2 separate regions of the Anas platyrhynchos genome follow, and region 2 is linked to region 1. The links are chromatin contacts, called in public Hi-C maps. All regions are on one chromosome and are shown on one strand. The core of a region is the stretch at or near the end of the contact, and the rest is flanking DNA. Distances in the headings are between cores, read along the strand shown. Region 1 overlaps SH3PXD2A (SH3 and PX domains 2A). Region 2 overlaps STN1 (STN1 subunit of CST complex).

Evidence for each region. A called contact is a pair of places that touch in the nucleus more often than the background predicts.
Region 2: a Hi-C map of skeletal muscle shows a contact between it and region 1, with 2.4 times the contacts expected there. The contact joins two enhancer-like sites.

Annotation. Positions count from the first base shown.
Region 1 is chr6:28,718,119-28,722,172 of IASCAAS_PekinDuck_T2T, reverse strand. It overlaps SH3PXD2A (SH3 and PX domains 2A), which reads left to right. Exons shown (of 15, transcript XM_072039762.1): 11 at 3,008-3,125. Among named protein-coding and RNA genes, the nearest start is that of NEURL1, 180 kb to the right of the region's middle. Within about 2 kb of position 2,577, at least 1 of the 8 cell types and tissues checked has an H3K27ac peak or open chromatin away from gene starts, as enhancers often do.
Region 2 is chr6:28,944,684-28,949,066 of IASCAAS_PekinDuck_T2T, reverse strand. It overlaps STN1 (STN1 subunit of CST complex), which reads left to right. Exons shown (of 10, transcript XM_027459906.3): 8 at 2,281-2,403; 9 at 3,007-3,079. It overlaps LOC110353376 (a long non-coding RNA gene), which reads right to left. Exons shown (of 2, transcript XR_002403803.4): 2 at 4,356-4,383. Among named protein-coding and RNA genes, the nearest start is that of SH3PXD2A, 15 kb to the right of the region's middle. Within about 2 kb of position 1,271, at least 2 of the 8 cell types and tissues checked have an H3K27ac peak or open chromatin away from gene starts, as enhancers often do.

The DNA.
Region 1 (4,054 bases), core at 1,328-3,827:
TTGGGTTGCGAGGGGGCCCCTATCTTCAGAATACGGTTTAAGTTACAAACCTCATGTGTGTTTGTGGTATCCCCTGCACCACTGAAAGAAACCAACCGTGTGTAATCTTGGAAATGACCATAATTTTTGCTGTGAAAGCACTTTGCAAGGGGAAATTTTAATGGTGCCTTCCTGTTTTTGATCTGGGGGCTTAAAATAGAACTGTTAGGCACAAACATCGTAGGGACCCTCTTCTCTGAGTGGATTTTTAACCCAGTTTTGATTTGTCTTGCTTCGTGGGAGAACTTTGGAAAGCTGCAGCTCAGAAAGGCCCACCAGTCCCTCCTGTGCATCCCAGTGTCATGACATGTGGATGGGGCTGTGTTTTCCTTACCAATTTGGTGTGTGTTTGTAGAGGAGGCCTCTGTCTCCAGTCAGTACCACTGATGAGCAGTGTTGTGTGGTGTATGCAAGGCAGCAAGGTGAGAGCAATAGGCCAGGCAGTATTGTCATACATCTGTTATCCTTTTCCCTGGTAGCATCTCACCTAAATGCGTAATGGAGGGAGTGATTTGTGTAGAGAAGGAAGGGATTTAATGTTCAGAAGGTGATTGCATCCTAGTTTGCAGAGGACCCTTGCCCCAAACTTTCATTTTCCCTTAATGATCAGACCCAGAGATGCTGTGAGGCTGATGGGTGACTGTGCCCATTCCTCAGCTACAAGAAGTCGTGCTGGAGCAGGCGTTTGGAAAGCTGTGGTGCAAATCCAGGCGTGAATGCTGAAGGTGTGACCTCCCCTGCCCTCTGCAGCAGTAAGGAGGTTGCATCCCTAGAGAGAGAGTGTGACCGCTCTGCCCAGCGAGAGGAGCTGGAGCTAGCTGAAAAGCTGGCTTTAGCTGCAGCAGGGCCTGCTGTTTATGTGAAGGAGCAATAAGATAAACAGAGAAACTTCTGCTGTAGCTGTAGTGGCAAGGGTGAACTCTGATAGAGCAGCTCTGGTATGGGGGAGAGACAAAGCAGAGCAGTCCTCCAACACTAAACAAACGCGTGGCTTAGCTCTGCATTGCTGGCCTAGAAATGGAAGTGTCTGAAGCAATGTGTAGCTGGGAGCTGCTGCAGCTCTGCACACCCAAACTTCTCATCCCTTTCCTCTTGGGGACAAACTCTGGGTGCCCAGGGACCTTCCACAGTTCAACTCAGTGCTTGGGTTTTGCAGGTGGTAGAAACCAGACTCTCAGCTCCTTTTAGCAGAAGTCACTTTAAAAAAAGAGGAAAAATAAGCCTGCCTCTACCATGCAAAGCAGAAACACAGCACAGAGAACTGTCCTGTGACTTTGAAGTTGGGTTTCGTGTCTGTGGGGAAGGTGTGGTATCTTGATGGTGCTAATTACAAACTAGCTGAAACTCCTTAGCAGTAATAAAGTGGCTGCATTAACAGGGAGCAGGAGAGAATATTTTCCTCTTGGGGACAAAGATTCCGATGGATTTTATTCCATCGGAGTTAGAAAGCTCTACTGTGACCCGTCAAAGGAAGTTGGCTTATGAGATGCAGTTTTGCTGAATTTTCTGCCACCAGATGCTCTGCCAATGTTTTTTTCCCCCCATTTCAGAGGTATTATTTCTTACTCTGTCTCAGTAAGGCTTTTCTAAGTTTCCATGTTTCTCCCAGCAACAAAATGCATTTGAGCCACAAGACCAAACAGATGGCTGGGTCTGCTTCGCTCTTTCCAAACGAGCGCTTGCCTCAAGCTGCTGCAACCTTTTCATAGCTCCTTTGTTCTGCAGCGATCAGGAACTCTGCATTCGCTTAATTTCCTGCCAGTTCCTGTGCACTGACAGCCCCCTGTTTGTTCCTGGCCGTGCCTTGTTGTGACTGCCAGCAGAAAGGGCTAGGAAGGCCGGTTGGGGTGTGCTTTATTGCTTGCCTTCCCTGCCTTTGATCTAGCCACAGAAACTCATGCTGTTACATGCACTGCAGCCTGGGTTCAGGAGAAGGGTTTGGTAACTTTTTCCACGTCTGCTGCTGCAAAGCGAGGCTGGCACTTCATGTTTTCAATGCCAGTTGTAATTTTTCAAGCTAACGGAGGGAAAGGTTGACCCCGAGCATGATGGAGGTGTTGCAGTAAGTGACTCCTGGTGGGCAGAGGAAGATGCTGAGAAAGTGTTTGCTCTGTTCATTGGCTTGTGCTCAGCAAGTTGGCTCACTTCTGCCCAGCCTGGAAAGGAGATAGCATCCCCCATCCACCTCCAGCAGCTAAGTTTTTGGCTTAACCCCCCTGCTTGAAATCCAGCCTGTGCTTTTGAAGTACGTGTCTCGGTTCTGGCCCTCCTTTCCCACTGCCACCTGCGTACTTCTCTGGAGTGAGGTCTTGCAGAAGCGTGTTTGCAAACACTTCACAACCCATGAATGCAAGATGATGTATGGTCTCCTGTTAAATGCACACCCCTTTTGTTCACATGTCACTTCTTTTAATGGTGTTTCAAGCTCGTTCCTGTAGCCCCACGCCGCTCTGGAGCTGCGGGGAGAGCAGCGAGCGTGCTGGGCCAGCCCCTTGGAGCTGGGGAGCATCGGTCCCTCTCAGGATACAGGGCTCGGGTTTCAGTAACACAATGCTTCGTGCAACCATGTGCGTGTTCAAAAGAGCCAACTGGCTGGAGCTCCCGCGGTGACGCTCGGCTGATTTGGCAGCCGGGCTGATTCTGTCAAGTTACAGTATGGGAGTTAAGTCCAGCTTCAAATCCTCTTTCTTACCCGCTCGAGGAACTTGGGGAGGGGGGGAAACTCTCAGGGGACTTTGTGTCATTATTGGCATGGAAATGCTCGGTGATTATCAGCAGCAGGGCAGTGGCAAGGGGCTGATTATCTATCATGTCGTCAGCATAAATAATCAGTGGGCCCCTGAGCTGGGCTCCGCCTTTTGTAATGGCTCCACGTAATCGCTGCACAACAGTTTAAAAGCAAGCAGAACAGAAAAACAGCTGGACTAATCCTGACCCTAACTGATGTTGCCTTTTCTCCCTTCACTAGAAGAGAAATATGTCACCATCCAGCCGTACGCCAGCCAGGGGAAGGATGAGATTGGGTTCGAAAAAGGGGTCACCGTGGAGGTCATCCAAAAGAACCTGGAAGGATGGTGGTACATCAGGTAAAGCAGCTGCACGGCCACATTGCTGCAGAACCTGTGGCAATGAGCTTTTCTGATCGTTTGCTTAATGTTAGTACATAAGTAATTCTTGTTCGTGAGGACGCCCCTCTTGCATCTTGAAGGAATGTAAAGAAAAGGCTAAGGCCATGCTGATTAAAGAAATAGCACAGTGTATGCAAAAGCTGTAGACTTCGAGTGGGGGAAATTCCTTAACTTCTCAATGTTTTCTTCTTCCTTCAAGTTAAAAGCCCATCTCTGAGTTGATACGAGAGCCCTAACAGTGATTTCTGTTGTGTGTGATTTTAATGTGCTTCTGGTATGGGAGGTTTTCTGCAGCCCATTTAAATCTATTTATAGCAACCGTGAAAGGCTGACTGTGGTCTGCTGAGCTATTTGGGCAGGTGGTGTTATTCCCTGGGACAGAAAAGATAACTTTGGCTGTGGCCCTTTTCCAAACTTACTAGTTGATAAGTCGAATCCATCAATTTGCCTGACTTCTGCCTATCCAGATCAGGTATTCAGGCAAGCAGAGGGGCTGTGGTTGAAGGGCAGGCGAAGTTGTCATTGTGTATCTACCTTTGTTATGTATTTGAAATAGCAGTCATAGAGGACAGACTTGTGACTTAAAGGGATTTTTATGGGAAAATGTAGGTCAGGTGTGTCTAAGACAGTGGTATAAGGTGTAAGAAGTACTTAATGAGATCTTTCTCCATTTGGGTCCATGGAGCACTTGGGTTTTAGTGCTCTGTTGTGATTCTGCCCCTTTGTAATATAGACATTGCTTAGATGTGTGGACCGGGCCATACTGACACCCCATGCCTTAAAAAGGCACCACAGGTGGCTTAAAAATGCAGGTTTATCTCAGGCAGTGCAAGACATCCCAGCTGGTCATATTTCTAGTCAGCATGTAATCACGATTTTTCTCCTTT
Region 2 (4,383 bases), core at 22-2,521, 230 kb before region 1:
TCCCCTCGCCAAATGTTTGCTTTCACATTAAAAATTGATCTGAGTCTTGAGGTGGTTGCTTTGCTAGCAGTTTCTTTAGATTCCTGCATTTGTTAGAGGCAAAGCCTCTTCATTTTAGGTACAGCGATGTGAATGTGCTTTTCACAGGATGGTTGAGGTTGAAAGGGGCCTCTGGAGATCACCTAGTCCAGCTCCCCTGCCAAGCAGGATCACCTAGAGCACATTGGCAGGATGGCATCCAGGTGGGTTTTGAATACCTCCAGAGTAAGAGACTCCATGGGCAACCTGTTCCAGTGCTCTGCTCAGTCACCCTCACAGCAAACAAGAGTTTTCTCATATTCAGCTGGAAATTCTGTATTTCAGTTTGTGCCCATTGCCTCTTGTCCTGAAGAAAAAAAAAATAATTAAGAGAAAGTATTCACTCTTCACTTACAAAGCAAATAAACAAAATCCCTTTCTTCTATATTTTGTTTGTTTCTTCAGTTCATAAGAAGCAGCACTATAAAGTATGATGGAGGTATTAATGGTGTGAGGGGAATGGTGTCCAGATGTAAGGTCAGGTTTGTAGTTAAAAATAGTGTCTGTAGTTGTACTGGTACAGCTGTGGTGGACAGGGGACAAGCAAACATTCAAACACTAAAATCCTTCTGTAACAGGAGAAAACTTGAAGCCAAATAAAGACAGAATAATAGCTATTCTTCTGTGGTAATTGCCTTGGACTACAAGGTAATTATTTTTGACTAACGATTTGAGAGGAAAAAGATTGCTGTTGTTGGACAGAAAGAAAGAGTGAGAGAGCTGTGATTATGGCCTGCTGAAACATTGAGGGGAAGGGTGTGGAGAAAGCTGTAGAGCGTGCCAATGCCAATATCTCTGTTGGATCTCCTAAACCATTCCTGGTGAGGCATGTCAATTCCCAGGCTTACAGCTAGTCCGAGTTGGACTTGAGCCTTACAAATGGATGGAAGTAATGCTTTGTGAAGGGACGTTCTTTCGTTACCAACCTGGTGTCTGTCACCACGTGTCCATGTGAGTTCACTCTGGTGCACGGTGGTTGCTTGATTCACTCCCAGTATTTCTGTGAGTTCCCCTGGTGAATGAAGTAGGATACACGAAGGCTGATACTTCTGCTCAGGACAGGATGGGAGCGTTTATGGTGGCAGATGAAGAAAGGGCTTGGCAACTCTTGCTTTGGTTGCTCTGGTGTGGTCTGGTTCCATTCATCACATGTTCGCTTGTGGGAAGCAGTTCAGCTCTGCTCTCAAAGGAAACCACAGGGAGCACAGAGTGTTCCCAACAGATGTGGAAACAACAATTGGGGAATTGAAGCAGCCTTTGTAGATAAATGGAAGGTTGAAACAGCGGGACAGATAAAGATGGGAAAGAATGTAATGGTCTAGCTCTTATCTGCCCATACATTCTCCTCTCCACAGCTGATTCTTTATTTCCTTCAACTTCCCCAGCTGTCATTCCACTGTCTTAGCTCTGCTCTATCTCCAAACAAACCCTGCTTTTCCTTTTTTTTTTTTTCTTACTTCCTACTCTGCTAGCAGTGTCCTGAACCCTTCACAAGAGACTTTTTTCCCACCTGCCTTCTAGCCTTCATCCTTTGTTTCCCTATCTCATATATCTATCTTAATTTCTTGCACGCTCTTTCTCCTGACATTTCATTAGGGCTGTGGAGAGACTCTTAAAACCGTGACTAAAATACTTGTAAAAATTTGGAAAGCAGGGGACAAGAAACAAATATTATTCTTACCAGTTTCCTTCTTTTCTTTGGACACAGCCTCAGTTTGGTATCAGGAGATGGAGATCCAATTCCTAGCACTTGGATTCCTCTTGAATATCACCCTACAAAGCGCTGATCTTTGCTTCTTTCCATATACCCCTCACTCCCAGAAAACAACATAGAAATACCATCAAAGCAGTCAAATTCTCTGTAAGCATCATAGGCCTATTCCAAAAGAAGGGGGCTTTCAGTACATAATCACATAGCTGCAAACAGCAGTTAGGAGATTGTACAATTCTGACGAAACCACAAGCTTCTGATATTTATATTTTTTTAAAGACTGAGGTGTTGGTTAGTTCATATGTAACTGATGAAGTTAACAGGTTGGTTTGCATGTAACAAATAAGATTTGTGATTTACCAAATAAAGAAAAATGTGGAACAAAATGACGTGAAGTTCTCTTGCTCTTGAAATTTTCTGGAGCTTTTGCCATCAGCTTTAGTTGGGCTGAGATTTCTCACCATTTGCTGTGTACATTTCTTCCCATCCAGGTGAATTCAAAACCTGACTCCAGCTCCAAAAGGATTCACAGTGTTTTTAAGGAAGCAATAAAGATGCTACAAGAAGAAGGAGTGGTTTTCCAGAAACCTAGTAGCTCCAAGGACTTGTACCATGTAAGGAATTGAGCTGTGATTGCAAACATATTCAATGCTTTGACTATTTCATAGTTTCAGAGTAGAAATATTTCAGGAAGAGAAGCTGGACCTCCAAGTGCTGTCTGTTTATTCCAAAGGCTTATCTACGTCTTTCTTTACTATTACTTATACCTCTCTGTCACCTACCAAGCTGATCTTCTTGTAACTCAGTGCCAGTCTTCAGCACTGCTGCTGTTCTAGGTGCAGTCTGTGTTCAACCTGGGTTGCTTAACTGTATGCTGATGCGACAGAGCACACTGAAGACTGGGACAGGTCTCTGTCAGGTTTAGGTTAAAACTCAGTGTTCTGTTGAGTTGGATGCCCTCTTTTGGGTTGATTCTGGTATCTTATGTTCTTCTCCTAACTCCTGAATGCTGCTAACATTGCTCAAAAGATAACTGAAGATTTAACATGCATTATTTATCTTGGAGGCAGCATATCTTGCTGACTGTAGTTATGACAATGTAAGTTTAGAATACGTTGTGGCCTTGATGTATGGCCATGATACATCCTTTTTAACATCCGCTCCATTTACTGTGAAATAGACTACTATAAATTGCCATTTTTTTCCGTTACCTCCAGGTGACTGACTATGATAAGGACCTGCTTAAAGTGACCCTCGATGTGGTTAAAGAGGACTGCCGAAAACCCAGGCGTAAGTACTGGTGTGGTCAGGTTTCTGGTGAGCTATGAGCTGGTGCTGATACTTTGATGACAATCTCTCCTGCTGCTGCTGGATTAGGTACACTTCCTGTCCTTACCCTTAAACTCGAAGCTAAATTACTTGTGTAGCTCATCAGAGTAGCTAAAAGCAGAAGTGCAGGAGCAGCTTCCTATGAGCAGAGAGAGAGAGTGAGAGAGCACATGTGCCTAGCATGAAGCAACCTCGCAGATCTGAAATGAGCAGCCATTATCTAAGATCTGTATCTTTTCAGTGTACATAAATTTTGGGAGGAACCAAATGCAATGAGGTTAGGTCAGCAACTAATAGCAGTTGCTCTGCACTTCGGGTAGGTGGCAGATCTTGCTAGGTCAGTTTCTACATGGGAGCTGACACAAAAGCGGTAGTGCAGAAAAGTGAAATCCTCACCTCCATTAAGCCAACAGTAACATTCACTTATGTCAGTAGGGTATTCTCTGTAGGTTTTAAGCAAGTGCAGAGTTCGAGTGGCTGTTCTTTACAGGTAGGGATTTCAGTCTAACAAAATCCACTTCATTTCATGTAATATACCTCGTCTGACTTCGGAATTACCCTGTTCCTGAAGCATATGGTGTCTTATTGCCATTACAAAAGGTAGTGCTTGCCTTGAGTGGCTGCTAATTGCACAGGTACATTGATACAGAGTTTGTCAATGCATTGGGCTGAACATGTTAGCATGGATCACTTGCTGCTGGAGTGCAGCTAGTTGTGGGGTAAAATGTAGTAAAGAATAAATGACTGACTAGAATATAAGGCATATACTCTTAAATTGCTTTTCTCCTTATACCATCATAATTATGATAGTGCTTGTAGGACCTGATCTGTGATGGTTATCCTGCAGAGAAAAAAGGGTGAGTGAAGTGGAATGATTTTTGAGTTCCCAACTGGCTATCTTAAGCAATAGCGCAGCTGTTAACATGGTTTACATGTGGAAATAAAAGTTTTGTCTCTCTGGGGGGTTGGTGGGAGTAGCTGTTACAGGGTGAGCAGTTGAAGATGAGCTTAGTTGCTGGAGGCTGTGTGAGTGCAACAAATTACAATATGTTTTCTATTGTCTTTTATCCATTAACAAATACAAACACCTCCTCTGTAGAAGGCAAATCATTCCTCTGTCCATTTTACAGATTAGCAAGTTCTCTTGGAAACACGTTTTGTTTCCTAATTGGGCCACTATAAAAGCCAGAACTTGTATGTAGTTGATGCAGGACATCAGGCCTGGTGTGTATTGTCACAGTGGTGAAGTACTCTCCCTGCTCCAC